Regions from separate parts of the Danio rerio genome. Here region 2 is linked to region 1. The links are chromatin contacts, called in public Micro-C maps. All regions are on one chromosome and are shown on one strand. The core of a region is the stretch at or near the end of the contact, and the rest is flanking DNA. Distances in the headings are between cores, read along the strand shown.

Region 1 (5,907 bases), core at 2,485-4,984:
AAATAATAGCCTAATGTAAGTTCTAAAAGTAAAACATCAGTAGGCCCTTTGATTTGTAACTGAAAAATGTAAGCCTTTGGCCTTTTAAATTGGCCCTATATTATTTGCCAATTAGGTGCCATTTTTTTCCATCTAATTTTGGGCATGTAAATTCTTTTTCTATGGGCTCAAAAATGCCATGGGCTTGTTGCAATATTAAAGATGAGTCGTCTGCAAATGTCATTAATTCGGCCTCTTGCATTCATTAGCAAGAAATTTGGCGCAGATAATGCATTGTTGCTGGGTCAGGGATTCTTTGGGAAAAAAATGGAATAAAACCAAAGTTCTGGTAACTGTCTTGGTATTTTCCACATTTCCTGTTTCCTATATTGCTAGTGCTGCAACCCGAAATGTGTGCCGCTCTTTATTGAGACTCTTTATTGTGGAGGACGAATTACAAATTTGTCAATTGTTTTGGTCAACCAGGATGGTCAAATGATCTAAGGCAACATGATCGCCCCCCCCGACCAAATATAAAATATAAATGTAAACTCAAATATACAGACACACCATTCCAACATGAATAGATTTTATTAATTTGCAATCCAACACATGGTTTTATGAGTTCTTGTGCTTTAGCTCTGCAGCCAAGAATGTCCGGCCACCTGTTGAATAGTTGGCCTTGTGGAAGGATTTGTCTGGAGCAGAGTTCTGATAAACACCCGGCATGGTTCCTCAACGGCGACATTACTTGGATAATTCAATGGTCTCTGCTGAAGAAGGCGAAGTCGTCTGACGTTGGTTTCATCGTATGGCATTGTTCCAGTCACCATGACATACAGAATCACCCCAAGGCTCCATACGTCATACTTCTTTGGATCATACGGCGTTCCTGTGATGACCTCCGGTGGAGTGTAGGCCCGAGATCCACAGAAGGTATGACTGAGCTCTGAAGGGTCTTCAACGAATCGAGCAAAGCCGAAGTCTGCAATCTTAATTTTCTCATCGGCTGTTAACAGTATGTTTTCACACTTCAGGTCTCGGTGGACAATGTTCATCTGGTGGAGGTAGTTGATAGCGCTGACCATCTGCGCAAACATGGTTTTACTTAGGTCTTTAGGAATATGATGGACCTCATGTATCTTCTGAAGGAGATCTTTCTCCGCAGCCTCCATCACGATGCAGAGTCGCTTTCCCGCCACCTCAATGCATTCGAACATTTGGATGATGTTCTCGTGATTCACCCGTCTCAAAACCGCCAGTTCCCTTGGGAGAAACTTCTGGATGAAATCCGCAGAGCCCCTCATGCGGTCTACAATTTTGATAGCCACCTTACAGCAGTGCTTCTGCGAGGTGGCAAGCTTGACTCGAGAAAAGGAGCCTTCACCAATTGAGGTGAGGAAAGTGTAGCCCATGCCTTTCAAAACGTTGTTAATAGACATTTTGTCTCAACAGATGTATGCTACAATCTCAGGAGAACTGTCAAGCTTGAGTTTGCACTGCATTCCTCACCCATGTCATAAGAATGTGCATTCTACTGTGTTCTTTAAGCATTCTATTCTATGATGTCATCATAGATCATTCTACAGGTTAAGAATGTTGGAAGCAGTAATTTAGGCCTCTGTTATCTGTACTCAATTATTTAATCACAATTAATGCATAACATGGACCTATTTCCACCTTTTATTAGCATTTTAAGCGATCTGATCAAGTGGTCAGCTGAAATGCTTAACCTGGTCCATGGTGTTAACAAGCACTCAAATGTTTGAGTCATTTGATCAAATGAGTATTTACACTATGAAATCAATCCACTCAAGTGTTTTTGACTTAAAAGCTCTCTGTTTTAGACCCCGTTTACACGTGCCTTTAGTGTCCTCTTGTGTTCAGATTAATGAGAACAATAATAACAGATGAAAATGAACGTGATGTTGGTTTCTGCCTCGGAGTAAAATATATAGGAGAGTGTAACTAGTCTAGATCCACATATATAGATCTTTATTGTTTGCAGTACAACTCAATGTTAAACTCTTTCATACTTTTAAACTTTGTTAAAAAGTAGTAATTACAATCCTAAGCCTATTTTAATGTATATAAAACGAATAATTTTGCTTTACATTTGCCTGCTTTGCTTAAAAAATAACAAAGTAACAAATTTGTTACTTCAAAGCGACTTAATATTGTATTTTTCATTCATTAATTTTCTTTTTGGCTTAGTCAATAATAAATAATAGAGTTGACTCTAGAGTGATTGAGGTGAGTTTCATGAATGGAACCTTCCTGACTAAAGATATATAAAGATATAAGTAAATAGATTGACTTACAGTCATACAGATATTAAGTATGTGTGGTTTAGTTTAAAACAGCAACAATTTTGTGTTTCATTTACCCTGTTTAAAACCCAACAAAAAGGCTAATTTTAGGCTACACTTAATAAAATGTTTCATTTATTTGTAAATCTAGTGTTTTTAAACGTACACATAAAATAATAATTTTACGTTTTAATAAACTAAGACCTTTTATTTATTTATTTATGTCGACTGAGAATGCTAATAAAAGTCTATGAGAGGGTGCATTTTGCGGCAGAGGTGTGTTTCTCGGCATAACACCGGAGCACCCGGAGGAAACCCACGCGAAGTCCACACAGAATGCCAACAGACCCAGCTGAGGCTCGAACCAGCGACCTTCTTGCTGTGAACATTGTAATATGTTACTTTAAAAGTAACTTTACCCAACACTGCCGGTAAACACTTTCCCTCACACCAACCGTTTACGTCTTTCATTTTGTCTGAGCCTGGAAACGGTCTTCTCCGCGTGATCGGATTTCAGAGCGACCAAAATGGTTCTTCAGTCGTTTAAAATGTGAAAAAGTCGTTCAATATTAGCGATAATCGCTTTCACAGATATCTTAATAGTATAAATACCAATATGTTAAGTAAAATCACATCTTATGGAGTCTTTTGGTGTTATTGTGACGTCATAACACTTTCATCAGGATTATAGTGAGTACTGAAATTATATTCTTCATTACTTTAATTAGTTGCATGTTTGGGTATATATCTCAAACTCAAGCCTAATTTACTACGTTTATTTCCCCAACAGAATAACTTTATGCCTGCAGAGACGCGATATGACCTCTAAACGGCAGTGTGGCGCTAATTTATATCACTCTCCATTAATCCAGTTTAGAACACTTTACATTATGTAAAACATTGCTTGTTGCTCGTTTCAAATGCAAATGAACTAAACCCTGCATATTTATAACAAAATTAAACACTTTAAAATATAATATTGCTGGCTTTGTATGCTAGCAGCATCTCCGTTTATGAGTCTTATAAATGATAATTATTGTCAAAATGCTCAGACCTTGCATAATAACAGCTCAACACGTGAATATATGCATGATCAGTAGTATTACACAGATAATGTGCCAAAACAGCTCCATGATGAATAAGCGTTCAAATCAAAATAGACACATTCACGCTCCTCTACTGAGGATGCTCCATCTGAAAGGGATGCGGTTTATGCTTGACTGAGCTCTCCAGCATCAGGGGTGCTCAGCCAATCAGACGGCACTCCCGGTGTCTCCCTGCCTCTTAATTGGCTGACACTTCCAGCAAGAGTAGCTGATCTACGCGTGGAGCCTGGTTTTATCAGCCAGTAAGCCAGTAGACTGAAGCAGGGCACACACAGTGAGAATAGAAAGAGCAATAAGAGGGTGACTGTTGCTAGAGATAAGCGCTGCCGAATAAATCAAGATGAACCACAGCTCCAACGAGAAAGAACCTGAGACCATAGAGCCACTGCGTTACCTCAGGTATGCTATGTTTTTTTTTTGTTGTTATTACGCCTCATAATGTGAGCAGTAGCAGTTTGTGTTTAAATGCATCTTAATAAGGGTGAATACTGTTTGTATCATTACTTCAGTCTAACTGAATGTAATTTGGGACACAGACGGATGGCTGTAATATCCCTTACTGTCTAAAGAAAATGCATCTAACTTCATTTCCTCCCAGCTTTCCTGTTTGCCAAACTAAGGGACGTTGATTAAGATCAACGTGCTTTAATAACCTGGCATGCAGGCAGCAAACAGGTGAAAGAAACGCTGCACTTCAGGTCTCTCTACAGCAGTTTGTGAGTGATTTAGGTATGTCGGTGAAGGTGATGTGACATTTTAGCTGCTGGATGTTGTGATGGCAACATCACAGCCAAAGATCTGCTCTTTAAACAAGCAGGAGGCCGCCTGTTTTCTGATCCGAGTGAAATATGGCATCTGTCAGAGCACATTATCAGTCTATAAAAGTGTCTAATTCGATCTCGCATCTGACAAAGTGCCTCGTATTCTTGTAGGATACTGATTCAGCAGAGTGTAACTGGAGAATCTCTATAAAAACGATACAGAACAAATGGTGTTTTGATCATGAGCCTGAGCGGCATGAGGTTTGCTTTCCTGGCAAAAGAGGCCCTTGAAGCTCTTCACACCAGCCCACGGTGTTTAGAATACACTGGTCGGCAAGAGACGAAGCAAATTATACACTTTAAGGGAGTACGGAATAATAGGATTTAAGGATTTGAGGTTTAACGGCGTGAATTCAGGGGAGATTAATGTTTCTACTGTTACTTAAACCCCCAAAAATGTTGATTTTGTATGGATTCATCACACAGTGAGAACACAAACAATTGGCATTGTTTTGTATAGTTTTTTATTTAACATACTGATTTGTAGTGTATATCCTGGGATTTGTATGTGTTAATGGCCCCTGTGTTCTTTTATTGATGTCAGGTATTGACGCCGATACCAAGACTGACAACCCTGGGTTGGAAAAAGATGGGTTTTCAGGTCGCCATGCTGTTTGTCCCGTTTTGTGTGTGGATTGCTATTTAAAATTCAATCATTCATTAATTTTCCTTCGGCTTAGTTCCTGATTTATCATGGGTCACCACAGCGTAATGAACCACCAACTATTCTGGCACATGTTTTACTCAGCGGATGCCCTTCTAGCTGCAACCCAAGTACTGGGAAAGCTACTTATAATTATTGTACAGTGGTCCCTCGCTATACTGTAATCCTGCGCATTGTGTTCTGCGTCCTGATTGGCTGTAGACCACTGTCAATCAATCTCCAAATCGTGTCTCCTGTACAGTACAGAATGCGTTCAGCTTGCTAAATCTATTTAATTTTCGATCGCTAGCAGTGTGACTGATGTGCTGTACTGTATGTTTGCAAGTTTTGTCTCCACAATGTCAACGAAATGTTCTTTACCGTTATATGCACCTGTGGTATTACCCAAAAGGCAGAGGAAGATGCTAACCATGGCACAAAAAGTTGAACTTCTGCACATGCTAAAGGGTGTTAGAAGTTTCGCGGCTGTAGGGCGCCATTACGGAATAAATAAATGAAGATCAAATGTTTTTGTTATTTGGTTTCATTCTATAATACTGGACTCATTTTTCTACGAAGGTTTGAACTTCGAGAGTGTTTAAACAAGAGATTTGTTAATGCCTGTTTGAGAAAAGTGTGTGTAGTGAGAGGTTTTACAGCCTTAAAAAATCTATAATAATTGTAAAAAATAAAGCTGACTACTTCGGATTTTGCCTATTGCAGGTTATTTTTAGAATGTAACTCCCGCAAATAACGAGGGACCACTGTATTTAAAAAGTTATATTTTTGATAAATTATTTTACTATTTGCAGGCTATGAGAGTTACATTATTTACTGCAAATGTACAAGACTTCCTTAGTTGGACACTATAAGCTAGGAGAATAACAAATCTATTTACACTATAAACCTGTGTATTTGATTTTGATGATAAAATAGAGAAATAAAGACCAGTTTAAATTACAAATACCATTTTGTGTAACAACGATGTTTTGTTCACGCAGATTCATACTACATGCTGATACATGCCAGACCAGTAAGTGGTGATTTAA
Region 2 (5,907 bases), core at 1,186-3,685, 53 kb after region 1:
TGAGCTCTGCATACTCGGGAATCTCAAGAAAGGTTGTTTACTGGCATCAGCTGTGACATTAAGTACCTCGAACATGAACCCAATCTATGCCATATTTATAGTACAAAAGGGTTCTTTATATGTGTAAAATTGTTATTAACATTAGAGGATATGAAGTTGTAAGAATGGTTTGGTGAAAGGTTTTTATGTCACTATTTTGAAAGGACATGTGTCCAGCACAGCATTTTTTTTCAAGAGCTGAGCTTTTTTTCTGTTTTTGTCAATAAAAGAACCGTATTTTAAAGGATCATGTACATGTAACACCAAAACACATTTTTGAGATGTTGACAGTTATATATAAAGTTCAAAAGTATATATATATATATATATATATATATATATATATATATATATATATATATATATATATTTCACTACAAAGTGAAAGTTGGTTGTTTTTGCGTTGTTTCGAGCAAATTCGTTCTTCTAGTTTGAAAAGAAATTTGTGTCCATCTGCGTCACGGCCATGTGATCATTGTGTAAATTCCATCGTGGAGATTAAATGTCTGTATCGGCCGGTACAACGTGATGTCATTGAGTTTTCATCATTGATTCATGAGGAAGACTTGGTTCGAACCAATCAGCGGTTGTAAATGAGGTGCAACTTAATTGGTAACACTTTACAATAAGGTTCATTAGTTAATGCCTTTACTAACATGAACTAATCATGAACCTCACTTGTACAGCATTTATTAATCATAATTGAACATTTACTAATGCATTATTAACATCCAAGTCCATGCTTGTTAACATTAGTTAATGCACCATGAGTTAACATGAACTAACAATGAACTACTGTATTTTCATTAACTAACGTTTACTAACTTAAACAAGTACAGTAGTAAATGTATTGTTCATTGTTTGTTCATGTTAGTAAATGCATTAATTAACATTAACTAATGAACCTTATTGTAAAGTGTGACCACTTAACTGATATAAATGGTATCTTCGAAGACCTTTTACCTGCACAATGTTCAGATGCCATGTTGTGTTGCCAACCATAATTAAAACAAGTAGTAGTAGAATTATTCGAAGACATGTCGTCTGTGTTTCATTTATAAATGTGCCACAATGAAGGTTTTATTTCCATTATCCTGCGAGCGTGCGAACCCACCTGCGTGGATTACAGCGGTCTGCTAACATGCAACAAAAATATGTTTGTAGGAAACATTTTTTACCCGAGAGCTTGTCGAATCTGGAAATGGTGAAAATGGATTTGCCACTGTTTAAAAACAGACGCGGTTCCAGTTGGTGTTGATTGTTCTGTCTCTACGGATCATTGTTCTTTGTTTATGTTTATTCATATGGCAGAGTTAGTAAGTATCATCAGCATTACTCTTTCATTTTTTAAGAAATACCTTAGTCAAACTGAATTAGTTACTAAGTTTACAGTAATATAGCTACAATATTATTACATTTACGAAAGCTCTTGGGTAAAAAAATGTTCCTTACAAACTTACTTTTGTCACGTGTTACCAGACCACTTTAATCCACAATAATGTCCCTTTTTTTACTAGCCGCTACAGACAACCAATCTCCATGCTGGAATTTACAGTGATCTCATCGCTGTGACGGAGATTAAATATTTTTAAACCGGAAGAATAAATTTGCTCTTAAAATTGCAAAAACAATACATTTTCACTTTTTAGCTAAATGTATGTGTTCTCGTAGTGCTTTTAGCAACATGGGACACATATATGACTGTCAACATCTAAAAAAAACATCTCATTTTGGTGTTTCATGACCCATTAAACATCAGCAGCGTAATGAGGCAGTGAGCCCCTGTTTTTTAATCTCTGAGAAAAAAAAAGCACTCACAGCTGACTGTTTTTAGAAGAGCATTGGTGTTTTCAGCACTTCAGTGGACACGCACCCTTATTTTTTAAGTGTAAACTGATACAAAAAGTTTTTTATAGCAGAAGAACATTTTGTTAATGAGATAAAGCTGATATCTTTGCTGAAATATACTTTGGGGAACTACAAATAATACTCTAATTTAATCTTTTTTATATAAATGTAATCACATTTATTATAGTTTATATTGGTTATTTTTTCTTTATTGACTTTTCTTTAAATTATTAATATTTTTTGTCTCCGTGTGAAAATATAAATTAATTTTTTGGCCAATGAGACGATTCTAGATGATAAAGGTTCTTTATGGAACCACTGATTCCTAAAGAGTCGTTACTTTAAGGTTGTTCTTTTGAGAACTATTCTCAACAAAAACTCTTGTTGTATGGCATTGCTGTGAAAACTCCAATTTTGGAAGCTTTATTTCTCATTGTATGTTCTTATATGTTATTATGTTAGTCGTAATTTGTCCTGATGGATGATGTGGATGTTGGGAGAGCAGTTTAAGTCACACTGTCCCCTGGTGGGGATATTCCCTCACTGCAGTTTCCCCCACCACAAATGAATAAGGTTGAGGACTCATTTAAACTGTTAACATTGAGGGATCTTAAGTGAAGTAAGAAATCTTTGCTGTATACGGGAAACAACACTTCTCAGTTTTATCTCACGCTGGGAACCTTTCTGAGAAATTGGGAAAATACACAGCCGACAGGATTTCCTTGAATAGGTCGGTGGGAACGGAAATATCAAAAGCACTAGACTCGGTTGAACTTTACAAATATCACTGTGTCACAGTACGCCAGGAAATCTCCCCCTGCAAACTCGGCTTGACGGCTGTGCAGCTCTATTGGAGACGGTAAATGCCAGAACGCTGGAAAAGCCCATGCAGAGACTCACGCCAATGATCAGAGCACACACCGACCCCAGTCCTGATCTATATTCACTGACCAATGACACATCTATCTATCTATCTATCTATCTATCTATCTATCTATCTATCTATCTATCTATCTATCTATCTATCTATCTATCTATCTATCTATCTATCTATCTATCTATCTATCTATCTATCTATCTATCTATCTATCTATCTATCTGAAGGATTGAGAAGTAGAGAGTGACAGAAGGATGTCTGGAACTGAAATGGAAAATGTTACATTCAGCCGAGTGTGTACAGCTGAGAGAACTCAATAATGTATAATCATTTTTAAAAATAGTTTTTTTCTTCTGTCCCTCTGGTGCCCAAAGCAATAAGAGACAACAAACAAACACAAACAAAACACGTTGTCCTGGAAACACAGTGGAAAAATGCCTCAGGGTGAAATACAACTTTAAAACAACACGCTACAAAAGCCAGAAATGTATCTGAGGAAATAAGCCATCAACAGCTATTAATGCTAACTAAATCCTTAATGAGATCAGTGTTTTTTTTTTTTTTTTTTTTTAGGTCAAGCATTTTGTAGTATTATAGTAAACATTGACGTATATATATATATATATATATATATATATATATATATATATATATATATATATATATATATATATATATAAACACACACACACACACACACACACACACACACAAACAGTTGAAGTCAGAATTATTAGCCCCCCTTTAAATAGTTTTTTCTTTTTTAAAATATTTCCCAAATTATGTTTGTCTAATAATATTTTTTCTTCTGAAGAAAGTCTTAATTTGTTTTATTTCAGCTAGAATAAAAGTAGTTTTTAATTCTTAAAAAACATTTTAAGGTCATAATTAATTATTCATAAATTATTAGCCCCTTTAAGCTATATTATTTTTCAATAGTCTAAAGAAACAAACCATTGTTATACAATAACTTCCCTAATTACCCTAAGCCTTTAAATGTCACTTTAAGCTGTGTAGAAGTGTCTTGAAAAATATCAAATATTATTTACTGTCACCATGACAAAGATAAAATAAATCAGTTATTAGAAATGAGTTAATAAAACTATTATGTTTAGAAATGTGTTGAAAAAACCTTCTCTCCGTTAAACAAAAATCGGGGAAAAAATAAATGGGGCTGATAATTCTGACTTCATATATATATATATATATATATATATATATATATATATATATATATATATATATATATATATATATATATATATATATATAGCGATATTTTGTTTTTTTGTGATATATATTGCAATATGAATACAATTTCACCAGATGGGTCGAATAGCTCAATTTGGGGGAAAAAATCCTTAAATCAAATTGATCTGGATGCTTTTGTAAGGACGCAAATTATGTATATTAGATAATAATATAAATATAATATATATCTTTAAAAAAACAAAAAAACAATTGTAAGCAAGAATAATTGCAAAAGAGCAAAGAAACATGTAAAATAAACAGTGCTTTATGGTTTTCTGTAGAGTCAAACAGCATTCAGTTACTGAAATTGAATCATGGAATGTACAATTACATTTTTTAGTCTTAATTGCATTAATAAGTCCAATAAGTACAATTATTTATCAATAATGTTACAAATGCTGTACTTTATTGCGCTCAAATGCTTTACACTCGCTTGAAATGTCTTTAAATCACATGCAAGTGATAAAGGTTCACTCTGTTATGGTTATACTTTGCAACGACTTTTGCAATTTTTCTAATTCTAAATGCCTGAAAACAATTTTTGGTGTAACTATTGTTACAATTAATCACATTTAAGTGGGTATCTTTGGTGAATCATAGCAAAAGTTTTAATTAATTTTTCATTATTTTTTTTATATTTATTTTTTCACAGCTTTATAGCTTTGATGTTCTGAAACCCCTTTTCATCTCTGACCCACATACAGCTCAGTATTTTTGTACATTTCCAGCAGAGGGCTCTGAAGTTTCAACCATCAAGTGGGCTCATAAAAGTCTTTCTGTATTTGAATTGTGAAGTGCGAGCCTGAATTTCACACTTACAGTGTACTCCACAGTAACATTAGCTCTGTGTGTGTGGCTAAACTAGCATTAGCCATTAAGACGCCATGCCAGGAATGGATAGCATGTCCAACACAATGCACTCAAAATACACATGTAAATGTCAGGAGGTTGGTTTCCACATTGTAAAACCTGACAACTTCAGAATACACAAAACATGTTGCCTCAAAAACATTTGAGAAAACTAACTCATTTATTTAAGTTAGCTAAAAGTTAGCAGATTGAGGCAACATTTTGATTATAATTTAATATAGAATAAACTAATTTAAGTGATTTATTTGCATAAATGCCACATAAACTCCAATCTTTGTGATCAAGTGTTAGCTACCAATAACATGTGTTGATGTAACAATTAAAGAGACTATTTTTATACACCTGCATGATTATAGGTCATATTATCTGCGGATGAATACAGACTTAAACAAACCCCTGCCTCGGCTCTTCAACACAATGGTAACAGGGGCGAATTTAACTAATAAGCAAGGTAAGGGGCCTCTTAGAACCTCAGGAAATCCGGGGGCCCTCAATAAATATCTAGAAGTATAAATTATACCTACTGTATAAACTATATATTACATTTTCTATCATATTTTGTATAGTGAGAGTCAAACTCTCAATTTTTTTAAATGTAAATAAATATTATTTAGTACAATTATTGTTATAATAATGTAATGTTATGTAATAACAATAATATGAATTCAAATGTTATTACTACATCTGCACAAATTTGTCCACCATCCCCAATCATGAAGCAGTCCAGCAAATTTATTAAAAAAAACATATTTATTATTTTAAGTTGTAAATTAATTTTAATAAAATCAATCATTTAAAATGTAGAGACTACATTAAGATAATATTGACAAAGACAAATTGTAGAAAAGAAGTTTGAGTGATATAAAAACAGCTAAATAAATAAACATGAAATCCGCCCCTGTATGGTAACATTAGAAAACTTTATAAATACCATCATTGCACAAAGTGACAGGCTAATTTATGCCGCCCTATAATAATCCAATATAATATGTTAATCTACACAGTATATAAGTTATTTTGAG

Evidence for each region. Hi-C and Micro-C count contacts between places; a contact is called where the count stands out from the background.
Region 2: a Micro-C map of caudal fin shows a contact between it and region 1, with 11 times the contacts expected there. The contact joins the enhancer-like site here to the promoter of yjefn3 in region 1. A contact is called at or near these places in 4 of 18 Hi-C or Micro-C datasets (caudal fin, embryo, skeletal muscle and 1 more).

The regions. Positions count from the first base shown.
Region 1 is chr22:18,080,271-18,086,177 of GRCz12tu, forward strand. yjefn3 (YjeF N-terminal domain containing 3) reads left to right here and starts at 3,735. Exons shown (of 6, transcript NM_001044843.1): 1 at 3,735-3,793. The coding sequence starts at 3,735. LOC141380303 (a long non-coding RNA gene) reads right to left here. Exons shown (of 4, transcript XR_012398126.1): 4 at 4,686-5,907. tssk6 (testis-specific serine kinase 6) reads right to left here and starts at 1,421. Exons shown (of 1, transcript NM_001044845.1): 1 at 615-1,421. The coding sequence starts at 1,421. The coding sequence ends at 615.
Region 2 is chr22:18,134,261-18,140,167 of GRCz12tu, forward strand. The region is part of intron 1 of yjefn3 (YjeF N-terminal domain containing 3); the gene reads left to right. Among named protein-coding and RNA genes, the nearest start is that of cilp2, 26 kb to the right of the region's middle. Within about 2 kb of position 2,436, at least 8 of the 62 cell types and tissues checked have an H3K27ac peak or open chromatin away from gene starts, as enhancers often do. A contact at or near this core is called in caudal fin, where this site is marked.